Linked DNA regions of Sus scrofa: region 2 is linked to region 1. Evidence: chromatin contacts called from public HiChIP or PLAC-seq data. All regions are on one chromosome and are shown on one strand. Each heading gives the region's core, a stretch centred on a gene start, on an enhancer-like site or on the middle of the called end of the contact. The rest is flanking DNA. Distances are from core to core; before and after follow the strand shown.

Evidence for each region. HiChIP or PLAC-seq counts read pairs in DNA pulled down with a chosen protein or histone mark.
Region 2: an H3K27ac HiChIP or PLAC-seq map of alveolar macrophages shows a contact between it and region 1. The contact joins the promoter of LOC110261661 here to the promoter of HIST1H2BD in region 1. A contact is called at or near these places in 1 of 5 promoter capture datasets (fetal skeletal muscle), 3 of 47 Hi-C or Micro-C datasets (heart right ventricle, retroperitoneal adipose tissue and subcutaneous adipose tissue) and 2 of 2 datasets of contacts at active chromatin or transcription factors (alveolar macrophages and skeletal muscle).

Annotation. Positions count from the first base shown.
Region 1 is chr7:20,817,337-20,824,151 of Sscrofa11.1, forward strand. HIST1H2BD (histone cluster 1, H2bd) reads left to right here and starts at 3,754. Exons shown (of 2, transcript NM_001243656.1): 1 at 3,754-4,189. The coding sequence starts at 3,800. The coding sequence ends at 4,180.
Region 2 is chr7:21,620,271-21,627,085 of Sscrofa11.1, forward strand. LOC110261661 (histone H1.5) reads right to left here and starts at 2,376. Exons shown (of 1, transcript XM_021099835.1): 1 at 1,593-2,376. The coding sequence starts at 2,326. The coding sequence ends at 1,646. LOC100525821 reads right to left here and starts at 6,468. Exons shown (of 4, transcript XM_021099852.1): 1 at 6,128-6,468; 2 at 4,693-5,064. The coding sequence starts at 6,441. LOC100512420 (histone H2B type 1-K) reads right to left here and starts at 394. Exons shown (of 2, transcript XM_021099846.1): 1 at 141-394; 2 at 1-138. The coding sequence starts at 360. It also overlaps the pseudogene LOC100511884.

The DNA of each region.
Region 1 (6,815 bases), core at 2,504-5,003:
CTACCAGTTCAGAATTACCTGGGGCAAGACTTTGGAAGCTATATTTAAAACACATGTACAACACACACACATAAACACTCATATAAACATCCTAGGTAGTTCTGATATAACTGACAGAACAATAGGAAAATGGAGCATTTTGATGTGACTTTTATTTCAAATGAATGCTTGAGGTAAGAGTGGCAGATCCTCAATGTTTTCTTTAAGTCTACCAAATAGTTTGATTTACAGAAAAGACACTGCACTATAAGAGATGAACATAGGTGAGTTAAACAATCACAGAATTTAAAGAACTTTAAGTACCTCCAAGTCAAAAGTGGTAAAGGCTACATAGAATAAAGTTTGGCATTTGAATGAAAACTTCAGTGTGTTATGCAAATTTCAACTATTTAGGGGAGTGGTTTTGCTTGTCTTGAAATGGAGTATAACTCCACAGCTCTGGGCTCAAATACCCATAAAGTCGATTTCCCTAGTAACCATCAATAGGTCTGTTTTAGAACTTAATCCTCTCCCTTTATATTTTAATATATAACAAAGGGCATATTTACTTTTCACTAGCATGCACGAATTACACTGCAAATGTTTACACATTAAGGCTTTAAAAATATTGATAATTTACATGTCTTTTATACCAGATTCAACATTAATTTAAAAAGATTGTTTTGAAACATTTCATTAGTGTTCTGCCAAAAATCTGTATTCTCTCCTATTTCAATAGTAGAATCCGTTGTGTGTGGAGAAAATTGGGGGCAATGGAACTAAATATTCATACGATGTCCAGTGACCTGTTACAACCAGGCACACCCACAGAATTATATATTATAACCTTATAACACTGGCCAAATTTTCAACCTTTTCAAATATCTGGCTTACAATTTTTAAAGACAATTCCGTCCAGACCATTTTTCAGGAATAATTCCTTTTGCTGGATTTGTATTGCCAACATGCACTCTGTTAATTCCCAACAAGTACTACCTAAAAAAACCACTTTTTTAGTGATCTTGAAAGGATGTCTTCAGAGGACAAGAACTTAACTTGGATGGTGCCTAAAAGCTCTGCTTCCAAGATGGAAATCTGAACTTGTCATTCAATCCTATATGTAACTTGTTTTCCTTTTTTATTGAACTCTGGGAAGCACAGGACAATAATCTCCGAGACTGAAGCCATGTTTGCTGTGTGGACTAGTCATTCATTAGCTATTCAGTGACAACAGGGTCTGAGTTTCTCCAGTATTGGGAATAGACATGTTGTAACCTACACTTCCCATTTAGTTGCTGTTAGGATCTATGCTTGGATATCAATTCTAATAAGTATATTATGGCTTGATCCTGAAGCATCCGCCAAAAGAACTCAGCCAGACTGCAGACAAATTCTTCAAAGTGCACCTCCACTTCCAGTGACTATATGGATAACTGCGTGTTATTTGAAAGTTACTCCTTTTCTACCTGTGTACCCTGACTATGTTTTGGACTCCCTTTTCTTTCCAAATATCCTGAATTCAAGGTATCTAAACACATGAGCAGTTGTCCAGAGGAAGAGAAGCAACAGCCCCGCCCCCAACCCTTGGGAGCAGAAAGGAAAAGAATTATCCTAAGTAATTGTTTAAAAACCCAGATGCAGCAGATAGAAATAAAACCATGGCTGCATAGGTTGATGTCCCAGGGGTCCAAAATTTAACTCCATATGAGCAATAATTTGTTTAACATTAAACTAAACCAGTTTGATGAACTCAAATGCCCTCGGCTCAATAGGCAGGACTCTCCGAGGAGCCTGTGTTACTTCCCTCACTTAAGCGCAGATTTATAATAAAAATCTTAATGCCAGTGACATGGTTTTTGGACATATAAGAAGCTAACCACTTGGAGAATCATACTTGAGAGGTCAAAAAACTCCACAGTTAAAGATCAGTTTATAATTTACGAAGAAAATAGAAAGTTTTGTTTCTCTGAGTTGAAATTTGACGAGCACGGTGGGAAATATTGCTGGGTTTTGGCATAAGGTTTTGTGCTTTCCTCATAATTTGAGACTTGCGTGAAGCCTGAGGCTTCGGGGATCATTTTCTGAGAAAAATTGGGCAATTCGGTCGAGAGAATTTTGATATTTTTGGCATTTTTTGAGGTGTAACAAACACAACTCGGGATCCGAGAGGACACTCTGCGGCTGCCAGCGAGGCGGGCTGGACAGCGCACCAATCACGGCGCAGCTCCGCCCTATATAAACGGGCGGGCGCAGCGGCGCGGCCCGAGTCCCGGCCAGTGCCTCTGTTTCCGGCTCGAATTGCTCTCCCACGCCCGCCTTCAACATGTCCGAGACTGCGCCTGCCGCGCCGGCTGCTCCGGCCCCTGCGGAGAAGACGCCAGTGAAAAAGAAGGCCCGCAAGTCTGCAGGTGCTGCGAAGCGCAAGGCGTCTGGACCTCCCGTGTCCGAGCTCATCACTAAGGCTGTCGCCGCCTCCAAGGAGCGCAGCGGCGTGTCCTTGGCTGCGCTCAAAAAGGCGCTGGCGGCCGCTGGCTACGATGTGGAGAAGAACAACAGCCGTATCAAGTTGGGTCTGAAGAGTTTGGTGAGCAAGGGCACCCTGGTGCAAACCAAGGGCACTGGCGCCTCCGGCTCTTTCAAGCTCAACAAGAAGGCGGCCACCGGGGAAGCGAAACCCAAAGCCAAGAAAACGGGCGCGGCTAAGCCCAAAAAGCCCGCGGGAGCGGCTAAGAAGCCCAAGAAGGCGACGGGGACGGCCACCCCGAAGAAGAGCGCCAAAAAGACTCCAAAGAAGGCGAAGAAGCCTGCCGCGGCTGCAGGAGCCAAAAAAGCAAAGAGCCCCAAAAAAGCGAGAGCCGCCAAGCCTAAGAAGGCGCCCAAGAGCCCAGCGAAGGCCAAAGCGGTGAAACCTAAGGCGGCTAAACCAAAGACCGCCAAGCCCAAGGCAGCCAAGCCAAAGAAGGCGGCAGCCAAGAAGAAATAGGAAGTCCCTTTGGCCAACGGCTTACAAGCTCTACACAACCCAAAGGCTCTTTTCAGAGCCACCCACAGATCTCCGGAAAAGAGCTGTTGCACACTCTTAAGGGGGCGTGGCTGGGAGGAAAAGGCTGCGAGTTAAAGGGCGGGCCTCCGGGGACGGGAGGTGGGTCTTCATAGCGATTCATTTAAAACCTGTGGGAGGTGTAGCGGGCCGGGTATTTTGTCTGTCCCGAGTTTGGTTGGGTAGAAGGCCCACATCTTGCACACGTTTGGGAGTCAGGACTGATTCCGTTCGTGTTGCCCTAGCGCTATCTTCTAAGTATCCATTGCACAAATGTTAAGGTTAACGAACGTGAACTTGAAGGTGACCCAGCTCACCTTCAAGTTGATGTATGTGGTGGCTGCAAATTATTAGCTGTCCCAGGCGCAGGATAAGGCGTTTGCCCACCAACTTCATCAGCAGGACACTTAGATGGCTGCTAGTTGCGTGCAAACCCAATGCACCGAGTTATTAAAACTAACCCGTTCTAGGCTAAGCAGCCTTCTCTTAGCGGTGAAATACAGAGTGCAACTACTTGAAAAAACTATTTATACTAGCTGTGAGTAGCCTAGTCCAAGCCCTCTGATTGGGTCGAAGCAAAGTAAGTTAACAGCCAATGGAAACGTAGACCTGCAAGTTTCATTTACATTCGTGTTTGTGACGCCACAATAAAATTAATCCAATCGTGAGCGAAACCTTACTAACCTCATTTGAATACCGCATCTATAAATAAATGTGGCCTCACCCTGACTGACTATTTTCCCAGGTGTTAGCCTTGCAGTTCTAACTTTTAACGCTGCTATGCCTGAACCCACCAAATCTGCTCCCGCCCCGAAGAAGGGGTCCAAGAAAGCGGTGACTAAGGCGCAGAAGAAGGATGGCAAGAAGCGCAAGCGCAGCCGCAAGGAGAGCTACTCCGTGTACGTGTACAAGGTGCTGAAGCAGGTCCACCCGGACACTGGCATCTCGTCCAAAGCCATGGGCATCATGAACTCCTTTGTCAACGACATCTTCGAGCGCATCGCGGGTGAGGCCTCGCGGCTGGCGCATTACAACAAGCGCTCGACCATCACGTCCCGGGAGATCCAGACGGCCGTGCGGCTGCTGCTGCCCGGGGAGCTGGCCAAGCACGCCGTGTCCGAGGGCACTAAGGCCGTCACCAAGTACACCAGCTCCAAATAAATTTGCCAAGTAAGCATCTTTACTGTTAACCCCAAAGGCTCTTTTAAGAGCCACGCATGCTCTCAGCAAATGAGTTGTAATTGTTTAATTCCAAAGACTACTTTTTGAGTTCCCCCAAATTTAAAGTTTCGTTGCCATGCTTTAGTGCTCCAATAACAGCTACTTAGGAAATACTTATGAAGAACCTACGCAATAACTATGTGCCATAGGTTGCGGGTTCACTGTGGGCAAGTACCGATGAATTATTTAATGTCACCTAACTAAATGTTAGTTTGCACTCAAAATGCCATTTCAAGGGTACACCTTTCCTTTCCGTGTGTAGGTCTCCAAGTTGATCCTGGCGTTGTTCCAGAACTTGCGGATGACAGATTACCCAGAGCAGGAAACAGCATGCTCTGACAACTTCATTCTGCACTTTTTCTATTCTATTTTTCTTTTTTCTTTTTCAAGCCATGTAGACATATCTGAAAAAAGGCTGAAGACAATGTGAGTTTTCACAGATATATTGCAAAGGCTTTACTGGTTTGCTTGCTTTGTAATTGGTGCAGTTCTGCTTGAGGTTCTGAGCAGCGGCAGGGGAGGTAAAGGAGAAGCCCAAACTATCCTAAAGGATCCGACGGAAGGGAAAAGGAAAGGGAAGCCGTCTTTGAAATCCCTTGAAATCCTCTCAGCTACTCTATCTTCTTTCCCAGAAAGTCCTAATTAATTCTTAGTCCTGGGGGCGGGGCAGCATTCAGCTTTAATATTCTCTGGGTCAAAAGAGAGAAGCCCAAACTCTCAATCGGTTAATGTGTCGGAATCAGGGCTTAAGCCCCCTTTTCAGCACCCTTACCGCTTTACCGAATGTCCCCGAGCATCAAGGGTAGAGAGGAAGTAGAAAGGGAAGGGCAGGCAGCCCCTTCTGGCAGCAGTTGGCTTTTGCTGCACTAAGTCGGATAGCCTTAAGTGTTTTCATTGCTGGGGAAGATAAAACCTCTGAAAGGAAGTGGGGGCGGGGGAGCCTGTGGCAGGAAGGAAAGGAATCGATAATCAGAGGTGGCCAAGAAAATTGCAAAGTAGATGAGGCTGGACTGGGAGTGAAGTGCTGATTGAGATGGAAAATCTCAATGGTAGGCAGTGGTATTGTAGGCTGAGAGAAGAATGAATTTAGAAACTCTAGGGTTCTCACATCTCCCAAACAGAGAGATTCATGGATCATGGGGATAGATTTTCCATAATAAGGCAATCTGGGTACTTGGATGGACAATTAAAATTTAGAAACGTATTTTTTAAAATTATAAAAACAACAAAGAGCCACTACAAAAGTAAGGAACTCTCAGACCCAGGGGTTTGGTCCATGTTGAAACCACAAGCGCCTCAGCTGGCGTCACCCAAACCTAAGCTGTGTTTTTTATGGTGTTATGTGAAGACTGGCCCTGGTGGGGAGCCTGATAAGAACTCTTTTCCAGTGAAGCTGAGACACCAGACCAGAATAAACTAGTAATAAACATGCACACATACAACTCATCATTGATGATTGCAAAGTTGGCCCTGAGCCTTGTTGCCTGGCAAGCGGATGCTACTGCTGAGAATTTGGACTATAAGCCAGCCTTCGCTCTTACTCATTTCATCATTAATACTGCGAGGATTCAAAACACCCAGGGTGCAGAGTTCCTACTGTGGCGCAGTGGTTAAAGAATCCAACTAGGAACTATGAGGTTTCGGGTTCAATCCCTGGCCTTGCTCAGTGGGTTAAGGATCCGGCGTTGCCGTGAGCTGTGGTGTAGGTCACAGACACGACTCAGATCCTTGTTGCTGTGGCTGTGGTGTAGGCCGATGGCTACAGTTCTGATTAGACCCCTAGCCTGGGAATCTCCATATGCTGCAGAAGCAGCCCTAGAAAAGGCAAAAAGACAAAAGAAAAAAACAACCAGGGTGGGAATTTATTTTAGGGATATTCCAAACTGGTTTGATGCCCTTGAGCACCTGATAAAAGCAAATGCAAATCCTCCCTGGAAGAATAAACTTCCTTCTAGGCCCCAATAAATCTCCGTAGATAAATATCCAAGAAAATGAATGAGCAGCTACACAACCAAAATTAACCAAACATACCATGAAACAAGACAACAGGAACAAGAGCAATAGACAATGCAAAAAAAAGCACGAATTAACAGATAATAGATTTCAAGTGACTAAATTTAATATCTTTAAAAAAACTGTAAAATATGTAAGACTACAAAGAATAATCACACAGATTTGAAAAAAATTCTAGAAATATAGATACATTTATTTCTAGAATTTTTGTTTTCTATATATGAGTATAGAAGACAAATATTATTCTATAACATGATATATGTAATTAATTAAAATCACCCAGTAAGTTTTTTATTTTGATTCCATTATAATTAATTAATTACATATATCATTTTTTATCCAAAATTCAGAGAGAAGAATGTATAAGTGAATTTAAGATATCTGGAATTGGAGTAATCTTGTGGCCTAGCAGGTTAAGGATCCAGCATTATTGCAGCAGCAGTTCTAGTCACTGCTGTGGTGCGGGTTCACTCCCTGGCCCAGGATTTTCCACATGCCTCCCACCTGTGCAAAAAAAAAAAAAAAAAAAAAAAAAAGGACCTGGAGTTAATAAAATTTTCTG
Region 2 (6,815 bases), core at 1,126-3,625, 800 kb after region 1:
TGGTGACAGCCTTGGTGCCCTCGGACACGGCATGCTTGGCCAGCTCCCCGGGCAGCAGCAGCCGCACGGCCGTCTGGATCTCCCGGGACGTGATGGTCGAGCGCTTGTTGTAATGCGCCAGCCGCGAGGCCTCGCCGCGATGCGCTCGAAGATGTCGTTGACAAAGGAGTTCATGATGCCCATGGCTTTGGACGAGATGCCGGTGTCGGGGTGGACCTGCTTCAGCACCTTGTACACGTACACCGAGTAGCTCTCCTTGCGGCTGCGTTTGCGCTTCTTGCCGTCCTTCTTCTGCGCCTTGGTCACCGCCTTCTTGGAGCCCTTCTTTGGGGCTGGGGCAGATTTAGCTGGCTCAGGCATGGTGAAAGGTTGCCAAATTCTCCAGAAACGAAGAACAACGGGAGCATCGGGTTCTTTTTATTTACAACTCCTTATGCAAATTATATCTAGTGAATGCCTAGGTCTGATTGGGAAATACTAGTAATGATGTCATTTTCAATGATATCCAATCAGAACGCGCATCTACAGGAACTGTATTAGTCTTCTAAAAAGTAGAACCGCTGTTTTGGCCAATGGAAGAACTTCTTTTTCGCGCCCAGCTGTAGTTATAAATTGTGAGTGTTTCTCTTTTCTCTTCAGTCTCTTCTGTGCCAGTTTCCTATTGCGGATCATGTCTGGACGTGGGAAGCAGGAGGTAAAGCTCGCGCCAAGGCCAAGACCCGCTCCTCGCGAGCCGGGCTCCAGTTCCCGGTGGGCCGAGTGCACCGCCTGCTCCGCAAGGGCAACTATGCCGAGCGGGTTGGAGCTGGGGCGCCGGTGTACTTGGCGGCGGTGCTGGAGTACCTGACGGCCGAGATCCTGGAGCTGGCGGGCAACGCGGCTCGCGATAACAAGAAGACGCGCATCATCCCGCGCCACTTGCAGCTGGCCATCCGCAACGACGAGGAGCTCAACAAGCTGCTGGGCAAAGTCACCATCGCTCAGGGCGGCGTCCTGCCCAACATCCAGGCGGTGCTGCTGCCCAAGAAGACCGAGAGCCACCACAAGGCCAAGGGCAAGTAAGGTTTCCGTAGCAAAGCCTTCTAAACCAAAGGCTCTTTTCAGAGCCACCTACTTTTTCTGTGGAAGAGCTGGCTCGTGTCAATCCAATTGTCACTGTTACCGGTGGTTTGCGGAAGTTGAGCCAAGAGCCATCTTAAAATCGGGAACTTCTCCCTCCCCCTTGTGGCTCAACGAACCCAAAAACAAATAGTACACACGAGAGATGCGTGTTGGGTTGGATCCCTGGTGCACCCCGGTTTTTGAGCTTGGGGCTTAAGGATCCCGCGTTCGTGTGACCTTTGGCTTTTAGGACACTCATACGGATCAGATCTCGCGCGGCGGCGCCCGAAGTGGCGGGTGTGGGCGTAGTTATTGTTTTTTGAATCAGGGACCTATCAGAACACGGCGCGGGCTTTTTAAAGTTTCAGCCATGTTATTACATCCTTCGTATTTTGTAAACTTTCTCGGAGGAAGAAAGTTGAATGCCTGAACCAAAGTAAGAATATAAGAGGACAGTTGATATTTAGTGCACAGCTGTTTTCAGAGGTCTCTGGGTGGCTCTGAAAAGAGCCTTTGGGGGTTTGCTACCTCGAGCGCCAACTTCCTACTTCTTCTTGGGAGCCGCCTTCTTGGCCTTTGCAGCTTTGGGTTTTGCTGCCTTAGGCTTTGCGGCTTTGGGCTTGGCGGCCTTAGGCTTCACAGCCTTGGGCTTAGCGGGGCTCTTGGCAGCCTTTTTCGGCTTGGCGGCGGCCTTCGCCTTCTTAGGGCTCTTGGCCACCTTTTTGACGCCAGCAGCCGCGGGTTTCTTGGCCTTCTTGGGCGTCTTCTTCACAGCTTTCTTGGCCCCCGCAGCCTTCTTTGGCTTCTTAGGGGTGGACCCGGCAGGCTTCTTTGCCTTAGCGGCCCCAGCCTTCTTCGTTTTGGGCTTGGCTTCCCCAGTGGCTGCCTTCTTATTGAGCTTAAAGGAGCCAGAAGCACCGGTGCCCTTGGTCTGCACCAGGGTGCCCTTGCTCACCAGGCTCTTGAGACCCAGCTTGATGCGGCTGTTGTTCTTCTCCACATCGTAGCCTCCCGCTGCCAGCGCCTTCTTGAGCGCAGCCAAAGAGAGGCCATTGCGCTCTTTGGAGGCGGCCACGGCCTTAGTGATCAGCTCAGAAACTGGGGGGCCAGTTGCCTTCCGCTTGGCCGCCCCTCCGCTCGCAGGCTTCTTTGTTGCCTTCTTCTTAGCAGGGGATTTCTCCACCGGCGCCGGGGCAGCCGTCTCAGCAGGAGCGGTTTCCGACATGGCGATGGGAGAAACTGCCAGAGGAAGTAGGATTCAAGATCCGAAGAGCAAGTTTTGCAATGCTGCCTTGCTGGGGCCTGGGGCTTATATAAGCCGGTGCTGCCCTGTGATTGGTGGAGCGTCCAATCCACCGCCCTAGGGCAGCCGCCTCTCGTGGTTGGACTTCCAAACTGTGTTTGTTAGTCCCCCAAATTTGATTAAATGCTAAAAAAAATCGTACAGAATTTTATCCTTTGAAACTCCAAAGGAGGAAAATAGCCTCCAGGTTCACATACTTGTTTGTGTTTTAATGAATTACGCGCAACTGATGAAAGATATTTTAAAAAATCCCTTCAGCTTTTCATAGGAATCCACCGGGCTCAAGGCATCGAGCTAGTTAGTTGGATGTTACAGTAAATTCCTAATAAGTATCAAGCGAATGTTTTTAAAAAGGATTTGTCCCTAAATTCGGCCTTTGATTCTTGCAGTAGGAAAGACACTAGGTTCCTTGGTTTTGCCATAAACTTGGTTTCCAACTGCAGGAAGTAACACAGGCGCAGGGTGGCTGGTTACATACAGCCCCAAATTAACCATATACATCTTTCTTTAAAAACCGGTTTTGCCTCTCAAGGAGTTTCCACATGCCCATGTCTTCAGAGACGTAATAGTACTGTTGCCAGAGTGACTTCTTCCAGGAGGAATAGAATTTGCTTTGGCTTCAGGATGGAATGAACTGCATTCAAATTCAAACAAATTTAGTATGTTTTTGACTGAGATGCCTTTTCTCCTTGGCAAATCCATTAAAGTATGAACAAAAATTGCTTAGCCTAGATAATGTATTTTTAAAAAAAACTCTGATACCTGATAAAAATTATTCAAGGGTTTCCAGGAGCCCTCAAAACCTCAAACTGTTTTAGATGGCATGGGATTTTGTCTATCTTTCAAGGCGCTTTTCCCAGTGCTCTCACTCAAACTCCTTAACTCCATCTACATTTAACAAATTTCCATGGTCAGGAACATTCTCTTTTGTAGGACATCAGTGTGGGAATTTTTATGTATTTAAGATAGACCTATATGCTTCAGTGAAATAATTGCCTACTATGAGAAGTATGGGTTGAGCATTAAGGGACTGGAGGTTATAGAAGTTTAGAAGAAATTAGGAAAACATTAACATTCAAGAAAACTGAGGCAATGACCAAAAGTTTGAAGGGACAGTGAATTTTTCTATTTACTGAGGAGAGGTGCGAGATATGGACAGGATTTTGAGCTTGGTTGTGATGTTTAGGATACCTAATGCAACCAGCAGTTGGTTCTTCCCTTTGAAAAACGGAGAACCAACACACTTCAACCCCAGGAGCTCCTGGAATTGAAATTACAGCCTACTCTAGTAAAATCTGGACAGTCATCTGTTTTTGCATGGCCCTCCAGCCAATTTTTTCCATTTTAAATTTTTTTTTAATGTGACAGACTATATTTTGCCCCCTAAACCTATTTACTATTGTTGTGTTTTGTAACTCCTCACAGACACGTTATGCTGCTTCAGGCTTGCTTGCATCGTTCAGAATTATGCAAATCAATAACTAAAGAAAGGGAGATTTTAACAAGAAAATGTTCCAACTAAGCATTTCCCATTTTTAATCCCCAAACCTTCAGAATATTTTGTAAGGGGGTTTGAGGGGTGGCGAGGTCCATGCTTTAGTGGTAGGAGAGGCCAATATTTGTTGAGTATTTAACTAAAGTGCCAGGAACTAACCTTAGCACTCTCTACAAACTTTAATCCGTTTGCCACATTTTACAGCTGTACAAAGGAGTCCCAGAAGGAGGCTGTGTAACTTGGTAAAGGTTATACAGGTAAAAGCAATTGGCAGCTGTAAGGCTTGAACCTCAACCTTATTTCTTTCTACAACAGGAAGACATGGAGCACTATCTGTAGTCACAGCACAGTACTTGGGGGGCGAGGGGAAGCTGCACTTGTTTCCAAAGTTATTCACGTTAGGCAGTAATAACAAAGAATGGGGCAACAGTTCTTTCCATAACTCCCATAACTGTTTAGTTTCTAAAAAGGGTTTCTCCGCCTTCCCGTTAACAGCAATAGGCTAACCTAAGAACAAAGTGCCAGCCACTTGCAGTCTGCAACATAACCTCCGAACAAGTTGGAGCCCACAATAGCTGTCTTCCAAGAACCTTGATATTTTTGGCACGACATATATCATCTAGAACCCACAGCTCCTTTTTGGTGAGAATTGAGGGGCTCTGAAAAGAGCCTTTGGGGTAGGGTATTAGATGAAGGAAGATGCCAGGAGATTTAAGCTCTTTCCCCGCGGATGCGGCGAGCCAGCTGGATGTCCTTGGGCATGATGGTGACGCGCTTGGCGTGGATGGCGCACAGGTTGGTGTCCTCGAAGAGCCCCACCAGGTAGGCCTCGCACGCCTCCTGCAGCGCCATCACGGCCGAGCTCTGGAAGCGCAGGTCCGTCTTGAAGTCCTGCGCGATCTCGCGCACCAGCCGCTGGAACGGCAGCTTGCGGATCAGCAGCTCCGTGGACTTCTGGTAGCGCCGGATCTCGCGCAGGGCCACCGTGCCGGGCCGGTAGCGGTGCGGCTTCTTCACGCCGCCGGTGGCGGGCGCGCTCTTGCGGGCCGCCTTGGTGGCCAGCTGCTTGCGCGGCGCCTTGCCGCCGGTGGACTTGCGAGCGGTCTGCTTGGTACGAGCCATGGCTGAGTCGCGCCACTTGCTTAATCGCAGAGGAGGCTGGCTTCTCAATATATATAGTGACCCTCGAGTCTTGATTGGACAATAGGGCGCAGCCTCCCTCCCCTGCCCCGCCCTTTCCACTTGCCCCACCTTTCCACCATTTCCCGCCCACAGATTTGGATCTGGGTTTATTCTTTAAGGAAGCATTTTCGCGCTTCTGATTTGGCCATTGGGTTTATTGTACAGAATAAAATTTTAGGAGTTCCCGTCGTGGCGCAGTGGTTAACGAATCCGACTAAGAACCATGAGGTTGCGGGTTCGCTCCCTGCCCTTGCTCAGTGGGTTAACGATCCGGCGTTGCCGTGAGCTGTGAGCGGCTCGGATCCCGCGTTGCTGTGGCTCTGGCGTAGGCCGGTGGCTCAGCTCCGATTGGACCCCTAGCCTGGGAACCTCCATATGCCGCGGGAGCGGCCCAAGAGATAGCAAAAAAGACAAAAAAAAAAAAAAAAAAAAGATAAAATTTTATTGGCTTTAAAAAAAGCCTGCAGGATGCATCAACATTCTTAAAGTGCTTTCTGCTACTTTAAATACGGCGTCATAATTGGATCCTTGACAAAAAGTTTACTAAATAACATGAAAGGGAACTGGTGTATGAAAAAGGCATTGAAGTTGAAATCTAGCCAAGTCCTATGCCAGGGTTATTAAGCTTCAGCGTGCTTAAACACTTTATTAAAACGAGAGCTGGCCAACTTCTTCTGTAAAAGGGTTTGATTGTACTACGCACTGCCAGCTCTAACGTAGTGTAACCACTTTGCCCTAGATGTTGCTGTGCGGGCAGTTGAAATGGCCAATAAGCCCAGGCTACACTTAATGTCTGTGCAGAGTTAATGTACGGATTACGATCAAACTGATAACGATAGGTGTGGTTGCTGATGGGGTATGGGTTAAGTGACAAAGCTCGGTTTAAATACCCCATTTTCGACGCTATAGTTGCCCTAAGCCAGACTCCACAGTTAAGTGGTCCAAAAGAAAAAAAACCTTAAGTGCATGTTGTGTATGGCTCTTCAATAGATTTGGTGGGTGGCCCTAAGAAGGGCCTTTTGAGTAAGAGTACTTGCTTGAGGTACCTCTAGCCGCCGAAGCCGTAGAGGGTGCGGCCCTGGCGCTTGAGCGCGTAGACCACGTCCATGGCGGTGACGGTCTTGCGCTTGGCGTGCTCGGTGTAGGTGACGGCGTCCCGGATCACGTTCTCCAGGAACACCTTCAGCACCCCGCGGGTCTCCTCGTAGATGAGACCGGAGATGCGCTTGACGCCGCCGCGCCGGGCCAGGCGCCGGATGGCAGGCTTGGTGATGCCCTGGATGTTGTCCCGCAGCACCTTGCGGTGGCGCTTAGCGCCTCCTTTCCCCAGACCTTTCCCGCCCTTGCCACGACCAGACATGTCTATTGCCTTAGCAAGTATGCTGTACTGTTGCAGTGTCGCGTTTATATAGTGGTGGTTCGGACCTGTTTGGGAACTGCTCAGGCCAGCTCTACCGCCTCAGGGAGTTTCCAGACCCGAAGCCCCGCCCATGTTTTCAAGCAGAAAGGAAAGGGTGGTGCTTAGACTCCTGCATCAAATAGGCGCCAAAAAAAAATCTCCTAGTTCAGCTTCTAATTTTTTTTTCCTCTGTTGAACTCTTGTTTGCTCCTGACTTGAAACCTGATTTTCAGAACTCTTTATCAGAGAAACCCCGTATTTTCTCCCCAAACGCTCTCGAGATCTAAATATATTCTCTAATATACAGTTTTTCATGCCTAACACCCCATCCTTGT